Linked DNA regions of Mus musculus: all the other regions are linked to region 6. Evidence: chromatin contacts called from public promoter capture Hi-C data. All regions are on one chromosome and are shown on one strand. The core of a region is the stretch at or near the end of the contact, and the rest is flanking DNA. Distances in the headings are between cores, read along the strand shown.

Region 1 (2,700 bases), core at 15-2,514, 2.3 Mb before region 6:
TAAATCCAATTCGCCCACCCTTCCCCAGTTGGAAGGACCTGGTGCCCAGAGATGTTGAATAGAAAGAACCTAGTTAATCTCTGATGAGGTGAAAGACAGTGAGCCTCGGGCTTGGCACTGTTCCTGCCACCCCCATATGGAGAGCGGAGCTCCCTATCTAGGAAAGATACTAAAATGATGGAAGAGCTAAGTCTCCCCAGGTGTGCGACGGGCTATGTTGCTGCCTACCTGTGTTGGGGACAGAAGAGGCACTGGTGGAGCCGATGCTATTAGCTCTGGACACTACACTCCCCTTGTGGGTGCTTTCTACAAAAAGCCCTGGAAAAAAGAGGCCTCAAGTCACTAAGGATTGGGGAACACTGCCATGCCTTCAGTCACCTATGGGCACAATGGCTTCAAATGCTGACCTCTCGCCATCAACTCCAAAGCCAGTCACCACAGGCCTTCCATTTCATGCTGAAATGCTCCTGTCCCAGGGTCTACACTGCCCAGAGGACTTATTTCTGGCTCACACAGGAGCATCTGGATGCAGTGACTATGACCAGCTGTCACTGTTTCCATCATTTCCCATTCTAATGCAGAGGAACCAGGTGTGACCATGGTTGCTTCCTGCCTATTCTCCAGCTCCACCCTCACTTCTCAAGCCAAGTCCTTGGCGCAGTGACAGTGGACTGTGCTCAGGTGTGGCTGGCAAGACCATAAGAATCTACAGAGCCGAACCAGGAGTCATTCCTGACCCGCAGACAATGGAGAAGGCACTCACCAGGATCCAGGCTGTTGTCACTGTAGGCATACTCGACCTGCAGCACCAAGCAAGGGAGAAGCCTGTCAAACCTCTGCCTCTAGGAAGGCACGCGCAATCCGCGAAAGCTCATACCACAGGTGCAGGGACCACTGAATGGTTAAGCCAAGCCTTGGCTGGGCCTAGGGGGGCGTCGCCCCCTCTGTATGCTCCTACCGTCCCCGCCCCATCTCCCAGCTATGACCCCCTCGTTCCCGCACACACGCCCGTTTGTCTCCCCACCTTGGCACAGGCCGGGTGAGAGCTGTCTTCTCTGCAGCCCCGGGCCCCGGACAGCAGGGGAGACTCTGGGGATAGTTGGGGAGCCCCGCGTCTTCCGGACCCCCTACGTGCACGAGCCCGACCCGCCCTCCCCTCGCCGGCGTGCGCGTCCGCGAAGCTTGCCTTGACCCAAGGGTCCTCCGGAGAGGCGCCCGGCTCCGTCATCGTGAACCTACCGAACCGGAAACAAGCCAGCGGACTGGCCCCCAACCTCCAGGAAGAGGCGAGGCTCAGTCACGTGATCCAACCCACCAATCCGCAATTGTAGTCGTGAGCGGTGTGATAGCGCTGCGCTTGCGCCGCTCCAGTTTTTAACTGAATGTTGGAGGAGGCTAAATCTGGCCAATTCGCTTTAATGTAGGCAATGTCAGCCCCTAAGGGTCCCCACTGGCCTCCGAATGAGAATCTTCAATGGTGGCGATTTTCTGTGCAATGGAGCACCTCCAAAAAGATTGTCAGAGGGGCTAGAAGTGTAATTAGTTTAGTGGTAGAACCCGAGTGAGAGTACTAGCATCTGTCTGAACAGTGTGACACCTTGTACGCACGCGCACAGCTGGTCCGCCTGGCAATTGCTGCTGGGTCAAGAATTTCTCCTACATCACATGATCTGATCTAAGGGGGCACAAAGCCACCTCCAGCATCGGTCTCCCAACACTCAGCAGGTGCAGGACGCTAAGTCTTATAAAAATGCCTTTTAAGTTAAGCTTACAGTAAAGTCTATAACATACTCAAAAGCACATAACTAGTCACTGATAGGTTACACTTTACAGCACTCCTTGACTTCCAGCTCAGACCTTGCCCCTGAATTTGGAGTCTAACGTTCCAAAGGTATCTAGAGTCACTGGAGAGGAAACAGAAAACCACACAAGCAGCACTTGGAAACATCTTTAATTCAGTTACTGGGTCCAGACTTCACCAAACCCATCAACACTAGGTAGACATCACATCCACCACCAAAAAGCGGACAGAACCTCAGAGCGGATCGCTCCCCATTAGCTGTGTCCTCATTGCTGGACAAATTCCAGCATGCTAGGCGGACTTCCAAGCTTCTCTGTGTCCTGCACAGCTTAGCTTAAAGCCCCTGAGGCCAGATAGAGGGTAAACATCAAGGCCCCCATTTCTCCTCACCATTAGATTTGTTAGTTTCAAGGGCCAGTTTGGCGCCATAGAAAATCCACTGTCAGTTCCTGGTCTGGTAAGCCTTAGGGAGGCGCTTCTGTAGAAGATTCCACGCCTTTTCCACCTTTGGCCAGGCCAGAATGATACAAGAAAAGGCAAGGTCAGAAAAGCTAACCATTGAACCTTCCCTCCCCACAACCTAACCTAGTCTTTCCCTTTGCACCAACCTGGCTCTGTGTGACATGTGACTCCCACAAGGTGCTCAGAACCACGTTGCTCTGCTCTACCAGCTGCTGGCCGCTCATCTGGCTCTGCAGCCGGCTCTGAGCGGCTGCCTCACTTAGTCCATCCCTCTCAACAATGCGTCGAACAGCCTGGGCAATGGATGACACACGGGTCAGGAAGGGTCCTAGCCCAGTCTACTGGATCAGAGCAGGAGACCGTCTGCAGTGGGCTCAGATGGGGTGCAGTGGGGTCCAGATACCTCAGTCTCAGGGATGACGACGGTCCACACCTCG
Region 2 (2,700 bases), core at 85-2,584, 2.1 Mb before region 6:
CCATGAACTGCTGATTCCAACTCAGTAAAATCTGTACTCCCAACATACAAGACGTGAAATAGGTCAGATAATTTCAAGAGCGTCAAGACCCCCCCCAAAAGACTAAATGGATGTTACTCCTAACTCCTGCCACTCTAGTTAAGCAGTAGTGGGAAAGTGTGGAAGAACTGGTTTGTCTCAATTGGACATTTAAGTTTAATGGTGAAAGACTAGTTAATGTTAACAATGAATCCTAAAATCATCAGAATATTTTATGGGCTTTCTCTCTGTGTGTGTTAGCTTCAGTTCTTAAAATTAAGTGCCTAATTAAAAGTGATTTAATTTTGTCTGCACGTTTTTCTGCACAAGGTGTGTGTCTTTGCTGCGGGCAGAGGCCTGAGGAGGGCTTCAGATCCCCCCCCCCCCCCCAGACCCCAGAGTGGAGTTACAAATGGCTAAGAGCCATCTTGTGGGATGCTGGAACTTGAACTTGAATTTTTACCAGGATCAGCCTGGCAGTCCCCTTAACTTAGGCATCCCTCTAGCTCCTAAAATAAGTACCTTTTAATGGAAACAAGTTGGTCAAAACTATCTTTCAGAATTTCAAGACCCAGTATAACAGTTTAAAAAAAAAAGAACTCAGACACACGTGGAAATGGCAAGTACTGTGTATTCGTGTCAGCTGTCATGCATAGGCTCTCTGCATTTCTGTGAGCTGACCAATCAGCCTTGCTGTTGAGATTCAGGTTTGAAATGGTGGAACAGAGAACCGGGTTATAGCCACTATTCTCCCCCACGCAATCTAGTAATTACTCTATTTCCACGTCATATTTCCGGGTGTATGCCCATAATCACGCAGAACTGAAGTTCAGAGCAGCCAGGAGTTGCCCATGTTCTTTTTTGATGTCTCCACAAACCCAAATGCTTAAGTGGGGTGACACCTGGGGACCGCCTAAGTGGCTGATTCCCACGTGGTAAGGAGCTCACAAACTCGCCCCCACGTGGTGCCAAGGGCCGGGAAAAGGGAGAGCGGGCAGAAGCGAGCCGTATCAGGGCATTTAAAGTGTCTTGACGTCACGCACTGCCAGGAACTCAGCTGAGTTTTCAGCAGGACATTCCGCTAATGTCTCCTCCCTCCCCCCGGGCTTTTTTGTAAGCTAGGCCTCTGCGCGTCCCTTGGTCGCGGAGGGAGGAGCACAAAGCTCTCAGAACAGCCAACTCAGGGAGGTGTGCCCAGAGCTCTCGACCCCGCCTTCTCTCCTAGAGGCGTTTTTCATTGGTTAGTGGGCGGGGCTTAGGAAGTACAGCGCTCGCCCGGAGGCCTCAGGGTGGCCTAGCCAGCTGGCCATTCCTTAATTATGCATGGAGGCGTGTCTTGGCCAGTGGCGGCTGGGTGGGGATTGGCTGGAGGGGCTGTAATTCAGCGGTTTCCGGAGCTGCAGTGTAGACAGGGAGGGGGAACCTGGGGTTCCGACGTCGCGGCGGAGGGAACGAGCCCTAACCGGATCGCTGAGGTACAACCCCGCTCGGTGTCGCCTGACCGCGTCGGCTAGGAGAGGCCAGGCGGCCCTCGGGAGCCCAGCAGCTCGCGCCTGGAGTCAGCGCAGGCCGGCCAGTCGGGCCTCAGCCCCGGAGACAGGTGAAGGGGGTGCAGGGTGGGGCCACCTCCCCGACGGCACGGGGGACGGCATGGGGGACCCCACGGTTCGTCAGCTGTGGGGGTGCTTAGAGCTGTGAATGGACACTTACATGGGGCAGGAGGATAGGAGGAGACACACAGGGTCGTCCCGGCGGCACTGACGTCCGGATGACAGGAACCAGCCTGGGAAAGGAAGGGACGCTGTAAGTTTCGAGGGGGAGATGCGGAGAGAGAGTGGGGAGTTCTGGGGGGTGTAGGACCGTGGGGGGGAGGACATTCTAGGCTGAGGGTAACAGAACTGACAGAAGCGGCCCTCCTGTGACTGCTCCCGGAGGCTAGGGACGTTCGGGCCACCAGAGCCACTGCCACTCAGGTGGAGATCATTGGGGTGGAGGCGTTAGAAGGAGCCTCCTTCCTGCCCCTGTGCTGGGCCTGGCCGTTCCTTGCCTAGCCACTTTCTTTGCCTTGCTCCCGTTCCTTCTGTAGTCAGCTGTACCCACTTAGGAGGTGGGAACTGTTGTGTCTCTCCTCCTGCCTCTCCGCCCCTCCCCCTCCCCCTCCCCCCCCCCCCCCAGCCTCTGGGACTGGCTAGATTTTTTTCTTAAGAATCAGATTTCCTATAGAAAATTGACAAACTTGTATCCTTTCTAAATTCTCTCCCATCTCTTTCTGTGTTAAGCTATGATTTCCCCCACCTTGTTAAGAACACTTTTTTTTTTCCCAATTCAAAATAAATCCCTGGCCAAACCAGCTCTAAAGAGCAACAAACCTCTTTCCTCTTTGACATTGTTCTCTCATAAACACCTGGTAAACTCGACGAGACGATAAATAATTGAGCCATTGCATTTACTGGATCGTGGTGTTGCTTAATTGCACAGGCCAGGGTGAGCCAATCAAGAGTGGGAGTTTTCTGTCTCATAGCCAAGCTCTTGTGTAAAAGCAGAAGCTAGGGAAACAAAGACAGGCTGGCCTTGGCTGAGTTCTGTGTGTAAACTTTACCTGTTGGGGGGTGTGTGGCTATAAATTGGTAAGTTGGCAAAATCCAGACTGTTGCTCAAGTCACTTTTTTCATACCTGGTCCA
Region 3 (2,700 bases), core at 177-2,676, 2.1 Mb before region 6:
TGCTTCCCAATGGCTGGGACTAAAGGCGTGCGTCGCCACTCTCGCCTGAGGGTCTCTCTTCTTTAACCTCAAGTGAGAAAACCAATTGGTGTGTTGGGGGATTGCTGTTTTATTCAGAGGTCCCTAAAGTTCTATACCCTATATGGCAATCTGCTCCACACGTTGGTGAATTGATTGATTAGATCGACGACCCTCGAGTCTCCACAGAGCAGCGTTTAACTTAAGGAGGGTGGGCACCAGACTAGAAGTGACCTTTTGCCGAGAACCCATCCAGGCGGGGAACCCCAAGCCTGGTTTCCTAATCAGGGAAAAGGTTTTCAGTATCTCTGTGGGAAAGGGAATTGGGGTGGCTCCAGGGATTGCTGAGGGCCTGTGTCTAGAGACACAGGGCAGCCTGTGTCTCTAGACGTCTGTGCTAAGGACTTTTCTGCGCCTGCTCAGAACTGCCAGCTCCTTGGTGTTCAGCACCATGAAGAAAACTGTTCGCTTCCCCATTCGGTAGTACCGCTATAGTTGCCCCAATTCCTGCCCCAGGGAAAGGTACTGAGTACCGGTGGAGTTCAGAGACCTGGAGCTAAGAACAGATGGCAACAGTAACCTGGAGTGAACCCTGGAGAGCCACCTGCCTCCTCTTGGCCTTCTTTTCTCTGCTAGGTAAAGAGATGGGGTTCCGTGATCTCCCTGAATGCTCACCTAATATCCGAGAACCCAAGGGAAGAACGAGTCCGACGCTCACATTCTTAGAATTAGCTAGATATCTGCTGGAGGGGGCCCTGGGAGAAGTGACCAAAAGCTTTTACTTTATAATTTACTTCTCGCCTTAATCATGCCCTGTCCTTACAATTCTAAGAGAAACCTAGAGGCCCTTTCTAGGCCGTCACCCTTTCTGTCATTTCATCTCTTCCCTCTCTCTCACTAACAACCCCACAAGATTTGGGGGACAGTGGTAACTCAGTGTATAGATAGACGATGGGGGCAGACCCCCAAATCTTTGAAAAAGATTGTATAGGGCAAGGATCCTCCAAGGACATGAGGCATAGACACAAACTACTCGTTTACACCCAATTCACGCGCCATTTGGACCTCAGCTTGATCTTAAAAGGCTGGAGTGGGTTTGTGGGTGAGGAAAGAGAAAGAGTAGAGCACACTCCGAAGACCTAATTCCTTTCCGCAGCTCACATTCCTCTGCCCCAGTCCCGCTGCCGCAGCCTCCACTGCCAAGGGGGGCCCTAGACTCCCGCTCCAACTATTCCAACCATCCTGAACAGGGTGGGGCGCCCAGCTCTTGGGTTCCCCTCTGCTGCCCCTCCGGGGTTGGTCTCCCCTCCTGCCCCGGTTCCTCCCTTTCTGGGGTGGGGCCAGCCAATGGCCGACGGGACTCCGGGTTTGGTCTAGGAGCCGGGCAACTCGCAGATTCCCCGCCCCACAGTTCTGGCTAGAGTCCCGGTGCGCACGGACGTGGCTCGAGTTTCCTCCGCTCTGGGCTCCTGCTCGCTGTCCAGTCTCTCGCTCCTCCTTCTCTCCCGGTCTCCCGCTCCAGTTCCACCCGGTCGGCCCCGCACGGCTCCGGGAAGCCATGGAGGATGTCACGCTCCATATCGTTGAGCGGCCGTATTCCGGATTTCCCGATGCTTCCTCAGAGGGCCCGGAGCCCACCCAAGGGGAGGCGCGGGCCACGGAGGAGCCGTCGGGGACCGGCTCCGACGAGCTGATCAAGTCGGACCAGGTGAACGGTGTGCTGGTGCTGAGCCTTCTGGATAAAATCATCGGCGCCGTTGACCAGATCCAGCTGACCCAAGCCCAGCTGGAGGAGCGACAGGCGGAGATGGAGGGCGCTGTGCAGAGCATCCAGGGAGAGCTGAGCAAGCTGGGCAAGGCGCACGCCACCACGAGCAACACCGTGAGCAAGTTGCTGGAGAAGGTGCGCAAGGTCAGCGTCAACGTGAAGACCGTGCGCGGCAGCCTGGAGCGCCAGGCCGGCCAGATAAAGAAACTGGAGGTCAACGAGGCGGAGCTGCTGAGGCGCCGCAACTTCAAAGTCATGATCTACCAGGTGAGCCCGCGGGGCGGACCGCGCCCAGAGCTGGGGTCCCGGCCTGGGATCCGGGTGGGGACACCCGGCCGAGGCTCGTCTCTCCGCCAGCCCGGCCTGGTGAGAGCGGTCAGGAGCTCCTCCCCCCTTCCTGTGAACCCAGTTGGAGTGGGGTTTAGGGAGTGGCAAACTCTTGGGGCTCACAGAGGGGCGCACCCTGCGCCTTCCTCTCCAGGCTCCTCCCCACGGTCTCTAACTCCTATCGGAAAAGTTAGCGGGCTAGACTTGGGAACGCTGAATGCTCCCAGCTTGTCTCTGTCAAACGCCTTTCCACTTGGAGGAAGTTTTTTTTTTGGTGGGGCGGAGAGAGGGAAAAGGGAGGGAATGCCCGAGGTCTCTGGTGGTCTCTGTATGCCCCTCTGTAAGCAGACACTAAAGGTGGGGCCCGGGACCTGGGGCCTCCGGCGCTGCGGGCCCGATATAGCGGGTGATTCAGGGCTCAGGCACGCAGTGGCGGGGGCGCCATGCAAGGGACACGATCGTCAGCCCCCCACACCCTATCCCCGCGCCCCCGCACCAACCTCGGCTACCCACGCATGTCCCTAGGCCGCGATCTGCCCCTGGCCTCCAGGCACTTTCAGTTCCCAAGGGTCTTGCAGTGCGCGGGC
Region 4 (2,700 bases), core at 30-2,529, 2.3 Mb before region 6:
TTCTACAGTGAGAGGCCTGAGTGCTGACAATAAGGTAACGAGATACATCAACATAGCCTTCCTTCTCCATTGCGCATTGGTTTTGCTAAGTGAAGTTTGAAATATCTTTGATTTCAGAGTTTTGTTTTGAGTCTGAAGAAGTAGATAAAATATCATAAACCCATGGTACTTACTTCTAGGGTTAGTCAGAGGTTTACAAAGATAACACAGAAAGTATTTAAATGGCCTGCAACAAAGCACTAGCTAGACTGCGTCCTTAGCGTTCCAGTTAGCTCCTGGAGCCATGGCTATCTTACTCAGCACTCGAACATCTCTGACCTAGTTTCATCTGTAGAAAAACCACAGGGCCTGTGCCCACCCACAGAGTTGAGAGCCCTTCAGGGGAACAGCAAATGACCTGGGAGAATCCGCTGGCCCAGTTGTTGCCAGCTCCTCCGCCATGCTCCGACAGGTAGATGTTCTCTGGGTTGTAGAGCTTAGCATAGGAGGAGTTTAGGATGGAATGGATCACCCGGGGCTCCAGGTCCAGCAGCACAGCCCGGGGGATGTAGTGCTCATCATCTGCCTGTCAGAGGGAAGCCAGGATGGGTCAAGTCCTGAAGCCTCCCAACTCTGGCTCCTGCAGGCTCTCCCTCAAGATAGCCACTCTGTTCCCATCCATCCACTCAGAGTTTCCCAGCACCAGATCGCGCTGCCAGTCCCGCCAGGGTCCTGGTCAAGTCACTTGGGGGAGCACCTGGTAGAAAAAGACGTCCTTTCGGTCAGTGCCCTCCGTGGCGAACTCTTCTACGATGCCCTCGGGACTGATGCCATGCTCGGCACATAGCTGTTTCCAGAACTCGAACCCAACTAAGAGAGGGAGGCGGAAGGTGAAGAAAAAAGATACGTGAGTCTGGGTAGGTTCCAAATAGCCAGTGGGGGATTTGAACGCCTGGGTCTAGGGATCTAGATTAGCCTTGGGACTCCCTAGTGTCTAGGCCAATGACTGGACAGGGGAAGGTCCATTGGCTTTAGGCAGTTGGGCACAGGGTTGGGAATCGCCTTTGTGGGGGAGAACTAGGATTCTGCAGACAGACCGAAGCTATGACCTTATTGCGAGGGCCTCTTGCACCTAAGGAACCTGGGAGGCAGAGGGTCTGGGAGGTTCGCTCACTCTGATTGCCGCACTGGCCCAACTGTAGGGTGATGATTTCTCTCGGCATCGCTCCTCAGACATCGGCGTTGCAGTCTCTCCCGCCAGCAACACCGCCGACCGCTAGCGCGCTCGCCGGCAAGACGCAGGCGCCAGACAATGCGCTCCACCCCTAATCGTTCTCCGCTCCAATGGGAGCTGGGTTCTGCAGATGAAATTTCCTCCTTCATCGGGCTTCAGTCGTGCGAGTTGCGCGTGCGCGGCTCCGAATCGCGCTCAGCGCCGGGAACGCATTTCGACGCAGTGTTCTCTTCCGTCTGATGAATGCGCACCGGAGCGTCTGCGCATGCGCGCGTGGGCGTTCCGGCACTTGCCCCGCCCCGCCCCTTCTCCGCCCGGCCGCAGCCAAATCGTGCTTCTGCGCAGTCGGTGTTATTGTGACTCCCGGGCCGTGGCCCCGGATGTTGTGGCTGCTGAAGGGGAGATGGAGGAGGCTGAAGGGGTGGCCGCGGCCCCGGGTCCAGCTTCGGGGTTGGCTTTCAGGGGCCGCCGAGCTATGTCCGGCTCCTGGGAGCGCGACCAGCAGGTTGAGGCGGCGCAGCGGACCCTGGTGGAGGTGCTGGGCCCTTACGAGCCTCTGCTGAGCCGGGTGCAGGCAGCCCTGGTGTGGGAGCGGCCGGCCAGGAGCGCCCTGTGGTGCCTGGGGCTGAACGCGGCGTTCTGGTGAGACACCCGGACCCTCACTGACCCTACTAGGCGGGAATTCCTCAGGTTGTTCTGGGGGGGGGGGTGTCGATCTCTCACCTGCCCTGTCCTGCCTTCTTTCGTCGCCCTGGCTGCTTCTGATACTTGCCTGATAATGCTTCACTTTCCCCAGCATCCCGCCTGCCTCCAGGCTTTGGCACCCCGGGTGCTCGCAGGGCCTTCCTGGTCTTCTCCACTTGCCCCCACGACTCGCCAGAGAATCTGGTACCATCCCGTGTCGCTCGCAGTAAGCCGGGGTGCCTCTTGTTAGCGAGAGAAAGTGATTTCACTTCGAGACCATTTCCTCCGTTTCTCTTGCTTGCCCCAGGGTGGTGGTTCCGAGAGGTTTTAACTTAACGATGATGGGAGGAGAGGCAGAAGGGTATCCCTGGGTGTGAGGAGGAAAACAAGCTTGAGCCGGTTATCATGGATTATTAGCATGTTAGATACCGTCTCACCCAGTCAAGTTGGTGAAGTTTGTGTGGAGTTTCAGCTTGAAAGAAAAGTAGATGTATTAAGAAGGAAAAAATTAAAAAACAGTGGTGATCTTTCATCTGTTTCAGAGCCACTTAGGATTGCAACGCTTCCCCCCAAAAATTAGACCTTAGCTGTGGTTCAAGGAGTTTGAGGCTGTCTGAGAGCCGTTGAGTTCTCTTTCACTGGACAAGTGGCTTTATATTAAAGTGTGTGTTTCATTCTCTGGAAAAAATGAGAGCACCTAGGAGGAGTTTGGGCTTCATCGAGTCTACCAACCATGGTTTGGGTTTATTAATAACCATAGTACTGATCAAATTCCAAGGGAACTGACATATCACTGAGGCTTC
Region 5 (2,700 bases), core at 66-2,565, 2.0 Mb before region 6:
GGACTCCAGGGTGCTAGATCCCAGGGACGTGGCTGCAGCCTAGATCCTCTGTCCACGCGCCGCGGGCGGAGTCACGGCGACCCACCCACCTGGTGCTGCGGAGCGCCTGCGGCTGTCGCTCCAGGCCGGGGCTTCTGACGGCTCCTGACGGCTCTTGACGGCGGCGGCGGTGGAGGCTGTTACTACAGGAAGGAGCAGAGAGCAGCGATTTCCTCCTCAAAGGTCAGCTGCCTCCGATAGACCAAACACAGCGCGCGAGCTCGCCCCAGCACCCCTCCCAGCAGCGGTCGCTCCCTCCTTGCCTCCGCCCTCGATTACCGGCGCCCCGGCGAGTGCGCCAGGGCGCCCCGCTTACAAGACCGACCACTAGGCTGGGCGGCGCTGGGCTGAGGACAGCCCCTACAGCGGGGTGCCCCCTCCCTACACACACACTGGGACTCCCGGTCTGTGCTCCCCTGCGGCTCCGGGGGTGGGTGGGTGGGGAATGAGGGAGGAGCGTCCTGGGACAGCTGAACTGGAGCAGCCAGAGGGTGCCGGGAAGTCCCAAACTCTGAAAATCCCTAACTAGGGCCTCAGTTTTATCATCTGTTAAAAATAAATAAATAAAATAAAAGAGGGGGAGGAAGAAAAGAAAAAAAAATCTACCTAGAGATGGCTCCTACCTCTGGAGTCAACTAGTCTGTCTCTAGATTTACAAAGTTTTGTGTGTGTGTGTGTGTGTGTGTACACGCGCATGTTCAGGTAAGGGTGCATGTGGCTTCTATGCCTGCAGAGTCAAAACTTTAGAAGGACTGGCGATCCCAGAGAAGCCAAGCCTACTTCTAAGGTCTCCCACCTAGCATGACTTCCACCACATGACCTTCCCCCTTAAAGCCGAGCAAGAAAGACCTTGGTAATCATAGGTTTCAACCCCCCACACCCCCTTCTGACCTTTGCAGGTAAGAAACGTCAATCCAGAGAAGAGAAGGGGCCTGCCCAGGACCTCACTGTGGTCACATCACAGTCTCATCATCAGACTGTGACCCACAAACCACTCGGGAGTCCATCCAGTGACCTAGAAGGGTCACACCTGAAGCTGGTCCTACCTTCTAAACAGGCGCAGGAAGGGGTAGCCGGCACTTTCTAACTTCACATCTGCCTGCAGACTTTGCCGGGCAGCAGACCTGCTCCCTGGAGCTTTGCCTGGATCATAGTCCCCATCCCGAAGAGTTCCCCTCAAGGCCCAGGGGTTGGACAAGGCCAGGCTGGAAGTCTGCCATCCCCTTTGCCCAGCTTCCCTCTCCTCTGGGCCTCCTCTCTGCCTGGAAGTTGGCATGGGCAGTACCAAAGGAGGGGCCAGCCTGGCTGCCTACTCGAATACCATCCGGGCCAAGACCCAGTGGCCTGGAGGGATCATTTTAATTGGCTTCCTCTCTTACTAATTTCTTCTTGTATCTTTTCTTTCCATTCCGAGTTCCTGATCCTTCTTTCTGGTCTTTGGACCTCCTCTTTTACTCTTTTTTTTTTTTTTTTCAACTTTAGAGGTGGGGAAAACCTGAACCTTTTCTGCAGAAGTTGAAATGTCTGGGCTGTCCCCGCCCTCTGTGTGTGGTCACAGTGACTTTACTTGGCAGGATCACGAGGAAAGGAATTGAAAACAGGGGGGGGGGGGGTTTGCAAGGAGGATCAGAGGATGGGAGAGACCTTGCTCTTCAGATGCTCTGCCAGGACCAGGTAGGGTAAGGGGCTCAGGAGGAGTAGGCATAAGCCTTTTCCCGTCTTTCCCCTCTACTCTGTACAATGGATTGACCGGGAGCCAGTTAGACCCTCCGCTCCAGATGAACATCAACATGCAAAGCTGCCAGTGGCCTTAAAGGTGACTTTACCAATGGGAACAATAAAAGGCCAGATAGGGGAAGTGACTTGACCAGACTCTTGGAGCCAGTGTGACAGATCCAAGCCCATTGCCTCATGGTAGGTGGACCCCACTTGGCACCTGTGTCCCCCAGTCTTTCACAGTGGACGTGACAGTAGATTCATTAGGTTTCCTAAGTTCTCTGAGCTACATCTGTAGGCAGAGGACCACGCTGGTCATGCCCTCCATCTGGACACCTGAGAGTGGGTGTGGTACAAGAACTGCCCACCCACTTCCAGGCATTGACTTCTCCAGACCCCTCCCCCAGGACCCACAGAAGTCTGGGGCTCCCACATCTGGCTGGGCTGGGCTGGGCTTGCTGGGAAGGTGGTTAGGCCTGCTTACTCAAAAGCTAGCGGGGAGGTGCCACCCAGCAGAAGTGTAGGAGAGTCTGCAGAACCCACTCATGTCCCCAGACCTTACCAGGACCCAAAGGTAGCTGGCTCCCTGCCTTGCTTCTGGCTCTCTCCTCATTGGGCCGTTTTGAGGTTCCTAATCCTTGTATCTTTAAACATCATTTTCTTGTTTCTTATCACTATTGTGTGTGCATATGCTGTGGCCCTCCTGTGGAGGGAACAACAACCATGGAATAATGTCTCTCTGTCAACCGTGCTTGCCAAACTTGCTTGGCAAGCGCCTTTACCCACTGAGACGTTTTGCCAGTTCATCTGGTTGCATCTTCCACTGCTCCATTCTACCTTTTTCTATGCCTCTGCTATCTCGAAGATACTCACTGGGCAGGTGGGGTGTGGGGCAATTTTACAGCTTTCCCAAGATGGGCGCTGAGGAAGGAGGCTGTTGAGTTA
Region 6 (2,700 bases), core at 191-2,690:
TGCTACGGAGGCCCAAAGCCTTCTGGATGCTGCAGTCTCCTGGTATCTTCCCTTAGAGACCTTCGAATTCATCCCCAATAAAAGCAGCCGAGTTCTGTGACTATCCACATGGCCCCACCAAGTGAGGCGCTCCTACACAGCCAGGGACTCCTGTCAGCGGTTTTCAGGCCTCAGCTATGGTCTGGAGGGCAGCGTACAACCTCAGCGGGAAAGCGTCCACCTTAGGGTGTCAGGCCCTAATTTAGGGGCGTGGGAGGAGGTAGGCAGTATCAAGGGCTCGTGGGAGACTGGCTTAAATAGCCGAGAGAGAGGGAGGGTAGTTGAAGGAGAGAGATGGTTTCCCTTCTTCCCCTAGAATGAAGCTAATGTGGGGAGGAAGGTGGGTGCGCATTACCATGCCCCTTCCCCTACATTACTTCGGGCTTCCCCTCATCCTCTACACCAACACTGAGGACAAGAAAAAACAATCAGGGAGCATCCCCCGGGCCAATCCCTCACCTCCCACCCCCAACCCCGTGCTCTCTTGCTCTGGGATGGATGAGCAGGCTTACCTGAGGCGCTGCTGTCCCTGGTGGTCCCTCCAGCCAGGCGCTCCAGAACCCGGTTCAGAAGATGCTCTGGCCGCTCGGGGGCGCCCAGGGGGGCCCAGGGTGGTGAAGCCAGGGGTTCGCCGGGGGATAGCTCATCTGAGGAGTACGAGGAAGGAGAGCGCAGGGGCACCCCAGATCCTATCGGCCCAGGCCCGGGAACCTCCTCTAGCTGCAGCCAACAGGGCCCCCCACTGCCCGGCTCCTCAGAGACCCCTAATGGCTCTCCCCCTTCCTCCTCAACGGGCGGCTCCAGCCCGGGCTCGGTTGGGGGCTCTCGGAGGAAAGCTGGGAGCAGCAGGCGAGACACGCTCTGACGCCGCTGCAGTGGCCGCAGTCCCCCGGCCGGACCGCCGCCCCCACCAGGGCCCCCACCCCCTCCAGGCCCTCCGCAGCAACCCGGACCCCCGCCGGGACCTCCAGTCACCGCTCGCCCCGCCAGCTGAGACGTCTGCTTCTTCAAAAATTTCTCCAGTGGCTTCATGCCCCCCCCCCCGCCCCTCTCTTAGGGGCCGCCGGGGGACCCAGGTGTCCCAGGCGCGGGCGGGGGGAGGCGGGGACACGATGCTCAGAGCCGGGGGAGCAGAGCCGAGGGCCGTGCCAGGCGTCGGACTGCGAGCGAGAGGTGGCCGAGCCTCGCTGGCCAGAGTCCAGTGGCCAGTGGCCGGGGGAGGTGCCAGAGGGAAGAGGAGCTCGCTCTCAGCGGCCCCCCATGCCGGCTGCGGCCGAAGGGTTGGCAGGCTGAGGGGCTGGTGTCCCCGTCTCAGCGCTCCGGGGCCGGGCTGAGGCGACAGAGGCAGCGGGCGGAGCGCAAGGCTGAGGACGCGGCGGCGGCTGCGCTCCTGGCCCCGGGGAAGGTGGCAGAATTGAGACCGCGCCCCCTCCTCCAGTCCCCGCCCCTACCCTGCTTAGGCCCGCCCCCGCCCGGCCGCGCGAGGCTTGAACTTGGGCTCTGGCGCTGACCGCGAGGAAAATTAGGACTTGGGTTTCTGACAGTCGCAGAAGGGCAAAGGCGAGGGAGAGATCTACCAAAGCAGAGGACTCCTGGCTCTTGATTACCGGGTCTCTTTTGAGCATTTCAAATAACCAGGGCATATGTTTGACCTTGGCACGCCTACCTGTGCACAGGTGAGGCTTATAAAGACTGCTGAACTCTTTGCATCTTTCCCACAATTTTATTTGGTCATTATCTTCCACCTGTTGAGAAGGGCTGGGACGGCGTCTTGGGTAAACTGGTATTGGCACTGGGGGCGGTACCCATATTCCTTTCTGATAGGGTTTAGGGGGTGGTGCAGGGCCGCCCTGTAAGGCAAGTACTGGCAAGTAGGAAAGAGCCAGGCAGAGGCCAGCAGGTTGTGGCAGGTCTAATTGGGGTGAAAAGAGATAGTAGACTGAAAGAGACGACCAAAAGCACAAGGGCATCTTAGCCCAGGTGGTAGCGAAGGGAAGCAAGACTGAAGAGATGTGTAAGTCCCCAAACTGCCAACTATCATCCATCACCTAGCACATTAGTGTATATAGCCATAGAATGGGAGAAATATTGCCCTTACTCCTGGTGGCTACGCCAGAGCATTCTGTCTCCCAGGGTACACTCCACTAGGATGGGGCTGTAGAGACAGTGTGAACACATCCAGGCTTGGTATACATGGTGAAGGAGTGGCACCGGGTTCCTGGTGGGCTGGTGTTCCTTGGGCAAAGTCCCACCCCTGTTTACTGTGCCTCAGCAAGGCATGGATGGACAGGAATGCTAAGAGCTGGGAGTGGTGAAACTGACAGGGTGTGTACTACACTTGTGTTGCTGTCGGTGCAAACTCAGTTCCATGTGTGCTAGAGCATGTGTTCACAGAAATAAAGCTCTGCACACCCATCTGGGGATTTGGAGAGGGAACAAAAAAAAAAAAAAAAAGAAAAAGAAAAAGAAAAAGAAAAAAAAAAGCTCCGATTTTGCTATGAAGCTGGATCTGAGCATTGGTTTCCTGGACAGCCTTAATTGGACACTCGGCCTCTCTTAAGGTTGGAAGTAGGAACTGGCCAGAGTGGCTTAGAGCTCCCCAGGTAACCTTTTAGGAACCAAGAAGAGGGGAGGGCTTCTCTTCTGCACATGCCACAGTTA
Region 7 (2,700 bases), core at 108-2,607, 2.2 Mb before region 6:
AATTCAGGCATGACAGGAAAACGTTGGTAATGACAAAGCACTTTTAACAAGCCGGAGGAAAAGCCTTCCACCTCTGCAGCTTCCTGCGACTCATCCCCATCCTCAAAGACAACTGCCTTCTTCTATCTGTCAAGTCTCTCCTAGGAGCCTGAAGGCTTCCGTTCAGGTCAGCAGCTGGCGCTATCAGTGGTACTGAAAATGCAATTATTTATTCGCGATAAGCTCCCCGCTCAGCTTCGGTACAGCAGCATCTGCAGTATCTATCCTCAACAGATCATCATGCACTGCATCACTTTTAATGTCGTAACGTCATGCAAATTCCATGTTAATCGATAGATAAGACTGATGTTTCCGAGAAGATTTGCCCTTCGGGAAGGCAGGAAGACATTTTGAGGAACCCGAAAAACAAATCCTTTCGGCATTAGGTGTTCAAGGAGAGCAAAATAACACACTCGACTAAAAGCAAGCATTTCTCAAGAGATTATGTGGGTTGACTTAAGAATATGAATCACCCACATAAGCTATAACCAGTCCTTTCCACCTTGAACGAGGATAGATGCCACAACCTCAAAATAAATGAAATCATGTCTGACAGGCATAGCTGACAGGGCTGACAGGGCTGACAGCCTCCAGTGAGTTACCGCCCTCCTCCTGTTCCTTCATGATTACAGGCCTCTCCAAGACTATCTCTACCCCCACTGAAACCAAACACAATACGAATTTGGAAAAGCGGTTTCCAGGGGTCGCGAAATGAAGTACGAAGAAAGTAATTCTGCAAAAGGGTGATCCAAACCCAAGGTCCTCCCAGGAGGACTCTCGCTCGGATTCTCCAATCCTCCCTTTCTAGCAGGGAGCATTTGTCGTTCACCTCTTCGTTTCTAAGCTGCACAGTGAGAGCGCAGAAATTTTCTGGACCAGGCATAACCTGTCTCCTGGTTAGGGAAGAAATCCCCAAATTGTAAGACCCTTTAAGAAATCCCCCCAGATCACTCTGCCTATCCGATCTCTTCTGTCCTTTCGCCTCCTCCTCTCCCGGGTCATTCCTGAGCAGTGGCCCTCCAGTTCCTCTGCCCACAGGAAGGGTGTCCGAAGAGGGAGATGAGCCCCCCATATTTTTCTCAGAGACCTAAGATCCTGGCTAATTCTTCTGACAAGCATCCGAGGTATCCGAGTGCGCTCCACGTCCCCTCGAAAGCCACTCGGGGAAGCGCTCTTTCTACAACCCCAGCTCACCTCTCGCCGGCTCCGCCGCCGCCGCGACCGCAGCCGCCGCAGCAAAGCGACCCCGGCTCAGGCTGAGCAGAGTCGCCGACCAGCGTACGCAAGCAAGGCTCCGCCCCCACGCCACCGTCGAGTCCCGCCCCCGAGATGATTTCATCTCAGTTGACCAATAGGATGCTGCCTCTCCCCTGCTGCCGCAGTGCAGAGTCTATGGGGCTCGGGCGAGTCCTGGTGTGCAGTCGCCATCTTTGTTCCGGCGTTGTGATTTCTATCCCAGTTTGGAAGTCATCTGGGCTGGGCGTGTGACTTTTGAAGTGTTTGCCTTTTGAGCCCATCAGAATCCTTTCTCTCTATTATCCTCGGAGCAAGGTTACCTGCCATCTCTACTTTCCAGAGAACCAATTCACAACTTTTTCTTGGAGAAAGCAGCATGAAAGAAATGGGCACATTATAGAATGATCTGAGAGCTTGAAGGGAGCCTCAAAGCTAGTCTTCTTTACGTATACGCATCCTATGTCGTTCTTAGACCTCTGAAAATATTTGAGCCCCAGACTGGAGAGCGACTTAAGATAAGTCCTATATTAGAGACATAGGATCTCGTCCACTTACAAAGTATCGGATTCATTCTTCCAGCAGCTACCTAGGATTTACACTTATCCAAATTGGAAAAAAAAAAAAAATCCCCGGAAGACCACATGTTGACAAAGTAATTATTTTTATCTTGCTTACTAGGTTTCTGTGAACCCATCTGACCACGTAGGAGTTTTCAGTTCCTCATATATCTTTTGAATGCAAAATAATACCTACCTTTTTTTTTTAAAGCTCCTTTTCTAAATATTGATAGAGTCCTTTCCCCCCAATTAAAGAAGAGTAGGGAGTCAGCAGAAACATCAGGAGGAACTTGGAGAACTGGTCAGTCAGTCTCTGTGGGTGGCGGAACTCATTGAGATTCAAGTGTAGTGAAGGAGGTATTTCGGATTTAAAAAAAAAAAAAAAAGCAACTTGTACTGATAATTTTTATCTGCTTGGCAGAAGTATTACAAAACGTGTTTTGTGAGCCCGAACAAAATGATGGACACAGTGAACATTTTATTTGAATTTTTCTACTGCACATGGTAATTGAAGGTATTGCTTCATTACAATTCTCTCGAGAAGCAGCATTTCTGAGACCTAGGCTTTACGGTTTTCACATTCTGAAGCTCCTTCTACAGGCAGGGACCCACAATTGAAATCCTGCCAAGTATTTCACAATGACTGTCACTTCCTTCCTCGTAGACTTAGAAAAAAAAAGCTAACCTCAGAGTCAGCTGCTTCCTAACCGCAAACAAGTGTTTCATACACTACCTGTAAGAAAGCCTATCCCGGACTATAGTTCACTTGAGTTGTTTCTACACCCCACGCCGTGGTTTCCCTGAAAGTACATCCTCTTAGAGGTCCAATAATAATAATAATAATAATAATAATAATAGTTATTATGGA

The links. Promoter capture Hi-C pulls out the DNA fragments that hold promoters and counts their contacts.
Region 1: a promoter capture Hi-C map of hippocampal neurons shows a contact between it and region 6, with 8 times the contacts expected there. The contact joins the promoter of Mlx here to the promoter of Rapgefl1 in region 6. A contact is called at or near these places in 5 of 39 promoter capture datasets (the 3T3-L1 cell line, the C10 cell line, hippocampal neurons and 2 more) and 1 of 9 other capture datasets (liver).
Region 2: a contact with region 6 is called in a promoter capture Hi-C map of liver, with 3 times the contacts expected there. The contact joins the promoter of Stat3 here to the promoter of Rapgefl1 in region 6. A contact is called at or near these places in 2 of 39 promoter capture datasets (the C10 cell line and liver).
Region 3: a contact with region 6 is called in a promoter capture Hi-C map of the 3T3-L1 cell line, with 6 times the contacts expected there. The contact joins the promoter of Cavin1 here to the promoter of Rapgefl1 in region 6. A contact is called at or near these places in 2 of 39 promoter capture datasets (the 3T3-L1 cell line and hippocampal neurons).
Region 4: a promoter capture Hi-C map of hippocampal neurons shows a contact between it and region 6, with 7 times the contacts expected there. The contact joins the promoter of Tubg1 here to the promoter of Rapgefl1 in region 6. A contact is called at or near these places in 2 of 39 promoter capture datasets (hippocampal neurons and pre-B cells) and 1 of 115 datasets of contacts at active chromatin or transcription factors (astrocytes).
Region 5: a contact with region 6 is called in a promoter capture Hi-C map of hippocampal neurons, with 5 times the contacts expected there. The contact joins the promoter of Stat5a here to the promoter of Rapgefl1 in region 6. A contact is called at or near these places in 1 of 39 promoter capture datasets (hippocampal neurons) and 1 of 115 datasets of contacts at active chromatin or transcription factors (embryonic forebrain).
Region 7: a contact with region 6 is called in a promoter capture Hi-C map of pre-B cells, with 6 times the contacts expected there. The contact joins the promoter of Atp6v0a1 here to the promoter of Rapgefl1 in region 6. A contact is called at or near these places in 2 of 39 promoter capture datasets (hippocampal neurons and pre-B cells).

Annotation. Positions count from the first base shown.
Region 1 is chr11:101,085,854-101,088,553 of GRCm38.p6, reverse strand. It overlaps Mlx (MAX-like protein X), which reads right to left and starts at 1,264. Exons shown (of 8, transcript NM_001159385.1): 1 at 1,187-1,264; 2 at 764-800; 3 at 229-318. The coding sequence starts at 1,228. Coasy (Coenzyme A synthase) reads right to left here. Exons shown (of 10, transcript NM_001305982.1): 8 at 2,667-2,700; 9 at 2,410-2,556; 10 at 1,935-2,306. The coding sequence ends at 2,244.
Region 2 is chr11:100,938,174-100,940,873 of GRCm38.p6, reverse strand. It overlaps Stat3 (signal transducer and activator of transcription 3), which reads left to right and starts at 1,334. Exons shown (of 24, transcript NM_213659.3): 1 at 1,334-1,618. Gm46295 (a long non-coding RNA gene) reads right to left here and starts at 2,536. Exons shown (of 2, transcript XR_001780333.2): 1 at 2,388-2,536; 2 at 632-1,801.
Region 3 is chr11:100,969,343-100,972,042 of GRCm38.p6, reverse strand. It overlaps Cavin1 (caveolae associated 1), which reads left to right and starts at 1,426. Exons shown (of 2, transcript NM_008986.2): 1 at 1,426-2,053. The coding sequence starts at 1,577.
Region 4 is chr11:101,118,696-101,121,395 of GRCm38.p6, reverse strand. Tubg1 (tubulin, gamma 1) reads right to left here and starts at 1,279. Exons shown (of 11, transcript NM_134024.3): 1 at 1,154-1,279; 2 at 737-849; 3 at 398-565. The coding sequence starts at 1,202. It overlaps Retreg3 (reticulophagy regulator family member 3), which reads left to right and starts at 1,555. Exons shown (of 9, transcript NM_026501.3): 1 at 1,555-1,855. The coding sequence starts at 1,617.
Region 5 is chr11:100,857,966-100,860,665 of GRCm38.p6, reverse strand. It overlaps Stat5a (signal transducer and activator of transcription 5A), which reads right to left and starts at 1,315. Exons shown (of 20, transcript NM_011488.3): 1 at 1,086-1,315; 2 at 90-182. It also overlaps a transcript of Stat5b not described here.
Region 6 is chr11:98,835,525-98,838,224 of GRCm38.p6, reverse strand. Rapgefl1 (Rap guanine nucleotide exchange factor (GEF)-like 1) reads right to left here and starts at 1,440. Exons shown (of 15, transcript NM_001080925.1): 1 at 552-1,440. The coding sequence starts at 1,071.
Region 7 is chr11:101,008,098-101,010,797 of GRCm38.p6, reverse strand. Atp6v0a1 (ATPase, H+ transporting, lysosomal V0 subunit A1) reads right to left here and starts at 1,357. Exons shown (of 22, transcript NM_016920.4): 1 at 1,234-1,357.